Regions from separate parts of the Bos taurus genome. Here region 1 is linked to region 2. A link is a contact called in public Hi-C data. All regions are on one chromosome and are shown on one strand. The core of a region is the stretch at or near the end of the contact, and the rest is flanking DNA. Distances in the headings are between cores, read along the strand shown. Region 1 holds the start of C8A (complement C8 alpha chain). Region 2 overlaps C8A (complement C8 alpha chain).

Region 1 (5,645 bases), core at 2,304-4,803, 61 kb after region 2:
AAAGATCAGTAAACTTGAAGATGTGATAGTATTTCCAAAATGAAACAGAGAAAAAATACTGCCAAAAACAATTTTTAAAAAAAGAAGAGAGCCTCAGGGCTCTGTAAGATAATATGAAGTAATAGACTATATCTACAGTCAGAAGGAGAGGAGAGAGTATGAGGCAGAAAACATATTTGAATTAATAAAGGCAAATTTCCCCCAAAATTTGATGTGAACTATAAATCCACAGAATCACACCAAGGCACATCATAATCAAACTGCTGGAAATCAATGATAAAATAGTTGAGTCCATTTTTTTAAAAAGTTTGACAACAAAGAATAACAAAGTAGACTTTTCCTCAAAGACTATACAAGCCAAAGATAATGGAGTGATATATTCAAAGTAATGTGGAAGGGAAAGATGGAACTTTTCATGTAGAATTTCATATTTGTCAAAGATATCCTTCAAAAAAGGCAAGATAAAGAGCTCTTCTGACTAATAAAAACGGGTCATTCTCTCACCAAGATTCATTCTGACCATAAGAAAGGTCAAAAGAAGTTATTCAGGAAAAATAATAATGGTATTAGAAGTGATATGATATTATTTGAAGGTAGGCTGTGATAAGTTAATGATGAATGTTGCAAAGCTTAGAGTAACAGCCAAAATAAATAAATGAAATAGAATTACTAATAAGTGATTTGGAATTAGAAAAAAAAAATCCAAAAGAAGACAAAAAAGGAGAAAAACAGAAACAAAGAACAGATGGGACAAGTAGAAAACAAAATAGAAAATTGGTAAACCCAAACCCATGAGTATCAGTAATTATATCTTATGTAAGTGGTATAAATACTATGATTAAAAGACAGAGATTGTTAGACTCAATAATAAAGTAAGACCCACCTATATGTTATCTGCATGAGTCATACTGCAAAATATAAAGAGTCAGATAAGTTAAAATATTGGGGGAAAAAATCACCATGCACAACCCAGGGATATGAAGGCCTTTTGTAATGATAAAGGGGCAAATCGTGGATAAACCTGTATATAGATAGATAAGAAGAGAGCTTCAAAATATATGAAGCAAACACTGACAGAACTAAAAGGAGAAACAGATAAATGCAAAATATAGTTGAGGATTGCAGCATCTTTCCCTCAGTAATTGTTAGACAAGGAGGTGAAACTTGAGCAGCTTTAACAACCAGCTTAATGACTTAAAACTGCACCAACAACAGATAAGAACACACTTTGAAGTGCCCGTGAAATATTCACTAAGAGCATATTCTTTGTCGTAAAACAAATCTCAGTAACTTAAAAGGATGGAAAAAATCTTTTAACTTTTTAAAGCAACACACATGCTGAAATATATCTTTTGTATAAAACACATAAAAGAGAGTCATGATTTTTGAGCTGAATATTATAATGTCTTTTCATCAACATTATCTTAAAATATTTTTTCTCAAGCAATTCCGTTTTTCTAAGAATTTATAGTAATGGTGTAATAACACACAGGCAGTATTGTTTATAATAATGGTAAATATGAGCTTATAAAAGTAAATGTATGCCATTAAAAATGTAAATATATACCATCTGTTTTCAATGTTAGTGTTTATATAAGATTTTATTTGAGAAAAATAGTTATTTATTTTGCCATTGTTAAATTTTCTTAAAGTTTGAAATCACAGACTAATCCAAAAGATGCATATTAATTGGCACATTACAAATTTATTCTCATTTTTATCAACCATTGGAGAGAAGAAAATACCCCAAAAAATGACAATAACAGTCACAGAACACCCCTGGTAACAGCTGTCATTGAATGCTTATTAAGTACCAAGGGTCATTTTAAGTACTTTTATGCACTTAATTGTTCCTGTTACTTGTCTCCCACTTTACAGCCCAGAAAACTTAAATAACTTGCCTAAGATCACACAGATAGTACATGCTGGTGCCAGAATTTGAACCCAGTCAAGTTATTTCACCATGTAATTTTGCGTTTGCAAAGCCAGGGTCAGACACTCTGGCATTAGACACAAGACCTTTGATTTCCTACTTCAGCACTTTGCAACATATTTAATTGGTTCTCTTTTGCCTTGACTTCAAATTTGCCTCTTCACTGGTCTGTCTTATTTGATAAGTTCATCAAACATCAAGACTCTTTGTTCATTTTCAAAAAGGATTACAATGATAAGCTTTTATAATTAAGGGTATCTCAGCAGAGATTTCCTTTACCACAGTTCTCTGGCCTTTTATCTTCTAATTATTAGAGATGAATTTTCTGATTTTTCAAAATGGTATTTGCTTGAAATACAAGTTGCAAATTAACTGCTTGTAAAAATGCCTTTCCCCCTTCTGAACTGTTGTTAGTTAAAGGAAATCTCTCGCTTAGCATTTAAAAGCAATAATGATTCAAAATTGAATCATCCAACAAGAATTTTAATAAAATAGCTCTAGTTGAAATTTTCAATGTTTAGGAGACAGGGACTCCTTTAAAACTATCCCACAGGCAAAATAAGAGGCTCTTTAAGCACTACAAAATACTTGATGTTAAGATTAACAACAACAACAAAAAAAAACACATGAAGCCAGTTTGGGATATTCAAGAAAAAGGAAAGTATAAAATGCAGCATACATAGATAAATATCTCATCCATTCATTACTCCAGAGCAAAAGGTTGACTTTCTGGAATGAAATGACTCAGTATCTTTATAGTCTCTTGTGTTTCCCAAGATAATTTTATATACTTTATCTAATTTTATCCTCCCCCAAACACTATGAGATGTGTATTCTTATACTTCACAAATGGACAAGCAGAAGTTAAATTGTTCAATATCATTCAAGAGAATTATCATTTATTAAGTTGGATATATTTTATATCCAGGATCTTATTTCATGTTCATTAAGCTAATGGTAGAACTGACCTGACAATGCAGGAGACAAAAGAGATTCAGGTTCGATCCCTGGGTTGGGAAGACCCCCTGGAGAAGGAAATGGCAGCCCACACCAGTATTCTTGCCTGGAGAATTCCATGGACAGTAGAGTTTGGTGGGCTACAGTCCATGCGGTCGCAAAGACTTGGACATGCCTGAAGCAACTTAGCACAGAACTGTGGTAAGCAACTCTTACAGAAGAGGTATTATCATTTTAATTTGACCAGTCGAGAAACAAGTGAAAAGAGATTAGGCGATTTAGTCCAGATGACCCAGCTCCTAAGTCTTGGATTTGCACACAGGCCTATCTGACACCAAGTGAATGCTCTTTTTACTGACCTGGAGTCCTTCACTGAATTAGTAATAGCATGGAGTCCTTCACTGAATTAGTAATAAAGTTCCATCCTATAACAGCCTGTTGCAAAAAAGACAGCAGCTCATTTCCCGGCTAAGTAACCCTTTAAACTGCAAATTTTGCAGAAGCTTTTGGCCAACTCACCAGTTCACCTTCTCCTGTATGGTTACCCCAGGCTGATAAGTCATCAAAAATAAGAGGAAAAAAGCAGCAGCAAACATCTCATCCAGGAGCTACCAACCTGTATTACCTAGAAAGTAATAAAACTACTCAGGGAGTTGGAATAAAAGACATCTACAGTCTGGGATCTATCTAATGTTTGAAACTAAAAAAAAAAAAAAAAAAGACAACTCACTTGATTCTCATTCAAATATGGTTAATTACTTACTAGGGTATTGATTAGCCAACTTCCCTAAAATCCTACACACCAAAGGCTACTGCCCCTCAGATCTTTGGAAAAACAATATACACATGGTTGAGGAAAGGAGGATATTTATAATAACCGATATCAGCTGAGCAGAGGGATCTTATTTTCAGAATGAGGCAAAAACCAAACCAAGATATAGCTCCAGAATTCATGATCTTTTCAAGTAGCTCCTGGAATTTCTGAGGTCAGATCAATTTGTTTTATAAGACTGAAATAAGGCTAATACTGGCATTTCAACTCAGCCATAAACAGCCAGCAAAATACAGGAAATGCTACCGGTTACATGGGGAAGTTCTCCAATGTATTGCCAAACATCTGGGGTCTGAGAAATGTGGGTAATTGAATGGGCTTTCCACCTCTCATCCAGACATTGGGTATCATTACCATCTTGTTTTTATTTTTTACCTTTTTTTAAAAAAAAATATTGGAGTATAGCCAGTTAACAATGTTGTGATAGTTTCAGGTAGACAGCAAAGGGATTCAGCCATATATATACATGTATCCATTCTTCCCCAAACTCCCCTCCCATACAGGCTGCCACGTAACATTGAGCAGAGTTCCCCTTGCTATACAGTAGGTCCTTGTTGGTTATCCATTTTACACATAGTAGTGTGTACATATTTATCCCCAACTCTCTAATTCTCCCTTCTCCCTATTCCTCCCTCTTGGCAACCATAAATTTATTCTCTAAGTCTGTGAGTCTGTTTGTGTTTTGTAAATAAGTTCATTTGAATCATTTCTTTTTTAGAGTCCACATATAAGTGTCATACAATATTTCTAGCATATTTGTGTCTTCAGGGAACCAGATGCCTTAAATGGACATCTCCAGAAACATCCTCTAGAATTGTAACAACAACCACACACTGGATTGATGACACCATGTCTACATACCTTCTCTCACTCGTCCAGACATAGTCATAAATCAATTACATACAGATGGTTAGATAGAAAGATAGTAATTGAACGTGTGTCAGGCATTTCATTTGTCTTATTTTACTTAATCCTCACACTAAGTTTATGAGATGGAAATGATTCATTTCATTTTGCAGTTGAAGAAATGAAGATCCAGAGAAGTTAAGCTGTTCAGGAATAGACAACTGTCTTGATATCCTCAGCAATCATCAGATTCTATCATTAGCAGGATTGGCCAGTACTCTCATTATTCATCTCAAAATTATTTTTAAAAAATGTACTGAATAGCTTGCATGCCTAAGAAATCTGTACCTGGTTTAATTGTGGAGATTTAAACAAGGTCCTCGGTTGTTATTATTTCTAGTTCTTCAGAGATTAAGGTGCAGTTTGACAGAGGTGAATACCAATTATTCCAGGCCCTAGAAACCACACCCCGTCCCCTACCTGCCCAGTCTCTGATTTCTGTGTCTCTCTTCCTCCCTGTCTTTGTTTTGACTCCTGGGTCCTCTTGGCTGTAATTTTACAATCCTTCTGACCTATTTGGAAAACTCTGTTTTTTTACTTTTTCCTCAAGTAATCTAGCCATGACTAATACCTCATAATGCTTTTACTGACATGTGGATGTGATGGGAGGTGTTATATCTGGACACCCTAGGGGCAGCTCTGGGAGGCACGCCTGGAATCCACTTCTTTCCACCAACTCCCTCGGTGCCTCTGTCTTCCCTCCAGGTCCATCCAAAGTCCAGAGTCTGAACCAGGTCATCAGCCCCCTGGGGCGTGTGGCTCAGATTTTCCTTCCACACTTCTGCAGCGATTCTCATGGGGAGCAGACCTCTCCCTACGACAGGGGTCTCAATGGCAATGACTTTGCCTCTCAGGGAATATTTGGAAATTTCCAGGGACTTTCATGGTTGTCACAACTTTGGAGGTTATGTGGCTGGCATCCTGTGGGTGCTAAGCATCCTACAGTGCAGAGGGCAGGTCCCCCAACAAAGAATTCTCTAGCCCCAGATGTCATGGTGCCAAGGTTGGGAAACACCA
Region 2 (5,714 bases), core at 2,200-4,699:
TAGCACCAGCAGCCAGTTTCCTTGCTGTGGGGGCTGCCCTGTGCACTGGGGGGTGTTTAGCAGCCTCCCTGGCTTCTGGCCACTAGATGCCAATAGCATCTTCTCAGTCGTTACAATCAAAAATGTCTTCAGATATTGCCCAATGTCTCCTGGGGGAGAAAAATTGACCCTAGTGGCTGAGAACCATGGCTTTAAGGAAGGTGCTAGAATAGAGGGAAGAGAGAACTGGACATGAATTCCAAAGGTCTTGGATCCAGGTACTTCCACTTATGGGCTCTGTGGCCCTAAATGAGTCCTCTGATGACTTGGAACCTCAGTTTCCTAATCTTTTCAATGGGGAGAATCCTGTCTGTGCCAGAGGTCATCATGGTGACATCATTTAGAGCAGGGGCAGCAGACTATAGCTTGAAATCACACTAAGCCCACAGCTTGTTTTTGTATGGCCTTTGAGCTAAGAATGACTTTAACATTTTTACAAGATTGGAGAAAAAGAAGAACTTGTATGAAAGAGACTGTATATAGCCTAGAAACCTAAAGTATTTACTATCTGCTCTTTACAGAAAAAATTTTGCCAACCTCCAACTTAACAGATGTGATTTTTAAAGTCTTTTATGTATAAATGAGAATAGTGCTTTTTTTATAAGGTGGACTACTCCTGAAGAAATTCTAGGACTACCAGTATAACACTAGACCCTAACCAGATAGTAAGCTTGTGACCCCAGCCCTCCTGTGGCCTGCATATAGAGTCACGCATCCCTGTAGCCAGGCTTGGGTAAGGCCACCAGTTCAGCGTGCCGTTACATTTAATCTTGTTTTTTGATGGACTCATAATAAGAAATATAAAATGATCTGGTCTGCTTCACTTTCATTCCTTGTGGACCTAGAGTTTCTTCAGCTGCGAAAAGACTTACCTCAAAATCAATAACAGCAGGATTATACTTTAATGACCTCCCCCAGGAGCGGTACGTAACGAGGCTGCTGTCCTGGGTCAAGCTGCCTCCCCAGCCAGAGCTGCCGCCGCGCACCCGAGAAATGAAGTCTTCCACTCCCATGGCCTTCTCGTTTTCAGCTACCATCGAGAGAATAATCACGTTAGCGCATTTCCTTAGATGCCAGAGGGCCAGTTGGCAAGCTCCACTAAATAAGATTTGGAGCAGAGTTTAAGTGCTCTCCTTAGAGCTGTCTCCTAGTCTTCTACCTTGCTCAGTTAACTAGCAGGACAAGGCAGAAAAGAAGCACCAACACTTGGAAATCGACTCATCCTTTGGATTAGAGCAGGCCCTGGGAAGACAGCTCAGCCCAACATGGAGGAGGGAGAAGATGGAGAAATGGATAATATGGATTTATTCATGTATTCATTTACAGACCAAATGTTTGCTTGGTGCTTACCATATGCCAAATAGCTTCAGCCAAATACTATAGATACTAGAACTGATTTCTCAGTAGGGGTTCAGAGAAAGACGTGGTCGGATCTACAGTAGGAGTGGGAGGTGGTCAGGTAGGAAGTCAGTTACCTAGAAGAATGGGTAAATCTTGGCAGGTAAATGGAGGGAGGAGGGAAAGGCGACCGAGTGAAGTATTTGACTTAAGACCCTGAGACGTGAGTAGCCCAGTGCAGTGGAAGTAACTTGAACCTCATCTACTCATCCATCTATTATAAACATCTATTTCAGCATCCTTGCATCTTCTGTGTCTTCCACCTGGAAAAAATGACTCAGCACATGTTGAATGAATGAATGAATACATGAGCATGTATACTGACCTGTGCAGGAGATGTTATCAAGTATTCTTGCACAATTTTTCTCTAATAACTATTCTTTGAACTTGGACTTGGTAACCACATTTTTATCTCTCAGCAAACTTGTGTCCTCCCTCTGAGCTGTACCTGATGGGACTTAACTTTCCAGATTCTGTCTGCACATGCCTTTCCTCCCAGCTCTTACTCAGATCTTTGTCTGGTGCTTGAAATCTAGGACATTGTACAAATAGGAAGTCAGGCATTTCTAAGGTGATCTCAGCCCATGTTGGGATTCAAAATAGGGTCACTACAGGTCATTGGTTTGGGGTATACAACAGTTACACACTGCGACCATCGACTGAAATGGAATCAATTGGGAAGGAGAATATATATGCCTCGATTAGGTGTCCAAGGGGGAATCTGGCTTCTTTGGGGGGAAGCCCATTATTAATACTTGCTTAGTTTGCCATCTCCAGATTTTTTACAGGGTCCTAATGATGAACTTCCTTTAATTTGTATCGCCTCTGAATACTCATACTCAATGCCCAAAGAGACTCCAAAGCATTTCTGGATTTCAGCGCTGGTAACACCTGCAACAGGAAGCAGAGAAACACAGAATGCTGAGACACAAAAGACAGTGAATATATACAACCAGCTCATAATAGTAGTTCATGGCTCACCAGCTCACAGTAGTGAAAACTAGCTTCTATTTTAGAGTCTATGAGATCTGGGTTGAAATCCCTGTTCTTTACCTGAGTTTCAGTGTTTTCTTCTCTACGGTCCCAGTGCAAATATTCCTGAAATAAGAAGGACTATGGATTGCACGTGCTAGTTGGTCAAAAGCGCTTGTGCCTTTTCCTTTGCACATTCTCCACGGGGCCTCCTTGAGCAGCTGATTCTGTCTGATCCATCTCCTTTACCCCTGTGCCTAGTGCAGTGCCTGGCCCATGATTGGCACCAATCTTGCATATGTTGCCCCTTCCTCTCTCCTTTTTCACTGTCATTCTGAAGTCCACACGAGCTCCAATTTAAACACCATTTCTTCCGTGAAGCACTTTTGAATCAGAACACATCCCTCTTTCTTCAGAGATACCCATGTGCTTTGTTCGGGCCTGAATGATCATTTGTGTCCTGATTCTTTTTGCCCAGGTGCTCTTTGCCCCTCAGAGAGGCTAGGTGTTGTCAGAAGATTGATAGATCTCCATGGGGAGGCTGCCTGACCTCTGACCCCAGGAGAACTGTGAGGCCCACATTAGCTGCCTCTGTCTATATCTGAGGAGCTGCTGAGGAATCTGCATTTTGCAAATGAAGAACATAATTCTCAAAGGGAATTTGCCCCAAATCCCACAGCCTGTAGGTGAACAGATTGGGGTTTCCAACCCTTGGTCAACTGGCAAGATAAGGCTAGAAAAGCAGACGGGAGCAAGATATTGACCATTGCTACAAGGTTCAACTTCCTCTGTAGCCAAAGTCTTCTGAAGCCTGTGAACCGGAGTTTGTATTTTCAGCACATCATTGCTTTTCACTGCAACTATAAATAATTATAACTAGTCAGTGTATTATCCTGGCAATCAAAAAGGAAAGATCATTTAGGTTGTAATTCAGTTAAACTAAAGATTAGATTCAATATTTTCAAGGGAGTTTTGGGCAGCAAGTTTACTTGCTGGCATTCCCATGAAACTAAACTCCATGAGGTCAAGCACTGACATCTTATTTACCGCTCTGTCAGTCTGCCATGGAGGAGGATCTCCATAAATACTCTTAGGATAAATGATTGATGAATGAAAATGAATGCCAAGAATTGTTTCGTAACAGCTTCTGATGGAAAGAATCTTAGAAGCCAGGAATCATGAATTCAAATCCCAGTCACTTAGATGAATGGACAAAGAAATCATATAGAATAATTATATACATATTATATAATTAATAATAATCAAATAGTTATATATAATTATAACATATATAATCATTATAACATATATAATCATTATAATTATATAAATTATAAGTTATATACTTACATATAAATAATGTATGATACATACTTATATGTATTAGTATATATAATATAATTATAATATATATTATATGTAATTATTATATATTAAAAACTGTATACATATGTATATCCTCTATATAGCCCATATATATGTGTATATATATGTATGACATATATATATATATATATACACACACACACACCCTATAGATATATCCCATATAAAGAGATCCTACCTTAAAATGTAAAGAAATTTGGGACAATGTGGATGAAACTAGAGGACATTATACTAAATGAAATAAATCTTACACAAAAAGAAAAAAAACTTTACAATCGTACTTATACATGAGCTCTACAAAAGTCACATATATTGAAGCAGAGAGTAGAGTGGTGGTTTCCCAGGACAAGGAGGTGGTTGGCAAAAGGGGAGATTCTGCACGAGGTTGCAGTTGTGTCGGAGAAATAAACCTAGAGAGCTAATATACAGCCTGGTGACTCTAGTTAATAATACTATATTGAAAACTGGAAATTTGCAAAGGGAATAGATTGCGAGTACTCTTATCATCTTACCACACACACACACACACACACACACACACACCTGACTATGTGAGGAGAATATGTGTTAATTAGCTTGACTGTAATAATCACTTCATATATATATATATATATATATATATATAATCATTATACTGTATACTTTAAATATATACAAATTTTATTTTTTTTTAAAGTGAAACAAAACACATCCCAGTCCCTGACACCCTGTATGAACTTAGAAAAGGTCCCCAATCTCACGGGGTCTCAGTTTCCCATGTATGGAGAGAAGGAGTTAGACTTGCTCATCCCCAGGCCTCTCTTAGCCGAGGCCCTCTGAGCCTCTGTGCGCAGTGGTTTCTGAATAACTCTGAGCTGAGAGTTTCTAGGAGAAGGGATCCTTTAAGCACTAGCACTCAGCACCAAGCGAACGGCTTCTTCTGCCATTTCCGTTCAAGTACTTTTAATTTTTAATGCACTACTAATTGAGGAAGATTTAGCATATTTAATTGTTTTGATTAAAAACTGCTTCAACAGTGATAAACAAAAGTGGATGAAAGGAATTCATGGGCAGAAGCCAGAGTGATTACTTAGGTGAGTGGTGGAGTGCTGCTGAGTGAAGTGACAGGACGGGCTGATTAGTGGGGGCTGGGAGATGCCTGTGCAGTGATTATGCTCCTGAAGGGTCTGCCGACAGCTTGCCAGGCACTTCTGGGAGAACCGAATTCTACAGTAAGGCTTGATTGCAAAGAATTGCCTCCTGAGGACCCTGAAGGAGGGTACCAGCCAGCAAGGGGAGGTCTGCGACTTAAGAACCACACAGCGTGAGGGCTAAAAGTATCCTTAGTCACCTACCTGACATGTCTCATGTTTAGCTGTGACATGCTTGGTTCATAAAGGTTAATTGTCTTGCCTAAGACAACATAGTTAAAAAGAACAGTGGAGCTGAGATTCAAACACGTCTGTCGTGCTCAGAAGAATTAGTGGTACTTTCACTAATTCCAGTTATTTCATCAGAATAAAGTCTGCTGAAAATTTTAGTAAGCATCTACTATTACCATCCCAGGCATACTATATGTTGGACAAGGTAGACACTCTGAGGATAAAACTGATATAAATATGATGCCAATCTGAACGAGTAAGGTCCTGGCCTTGAGAAGCTAGCAGATGTGGGCCATATAGTCAGTGAAGACTCACTTGGATCTGAGAGTTGCTCATTTCAATACACCAGGACTAGAAGAGGAGTCTCTTGCCAGAAGTCATGGGGACTGCAAGTCAGAGCTGTCTAGAGAGCACCCATGGAAAACCAAGACCAGTAAGCTGGGATAGGGGCCGGGGGAGGTCAAATGTGATGCCCAAATCCAGGACTTGAGGCTGGTATTGAAGCTAAGACACAAAGCCAGAGTGACAGATGCAAAGAGCAGAGGAGGGGGTGAGGGG

Evidence for each region. A called contact is a pair of places that touch in the nucleus more often than the background predicts.
Region 1: a Hi-C map of liver shows a contact between it and region 2, with 1.9 times the contacts expected there. The contact joins the promoter of C8A here to the enhancer-like site in region 2. A contact is called at or near these places in 2 of 11 Hi-C or Micro-C datasets (liver and skeletal muscle).

Annotation. Positions count from the first base shown.
Region 1 is chr3:89,288,147-89,293,791 of ARS-UCD2.0, forward strand. It overlaps C8A (complement C8 alpha chain), which reads right to left and starts at 3,554. Exons shown (of 11, transcript NM_001046285.1): 1 at 3,410-3,554. The coding sequence starts at 3,486.
Region 2 is chr3:89,227,717-89,233,430 of ARS-UCD2.0, forward strand. C8A (complement C8 alpha chain) reads right to left here. Exons shown (of 11, transcript NM_001046285.1): 8 at 2,197-2,328; 9 at 912-1,069. Among named protein-coding and RNA genes, the nearest start is that of C8A, 61 kb to the right of the region's middle. Within about 2 kb of position 3,450, at least 1 of the 102 cell types and tissues checked has an H3K27ac peak or open chromatin away from gene starts, as enhancers often do. A contact at or near this core is called in liver, where this site is marked.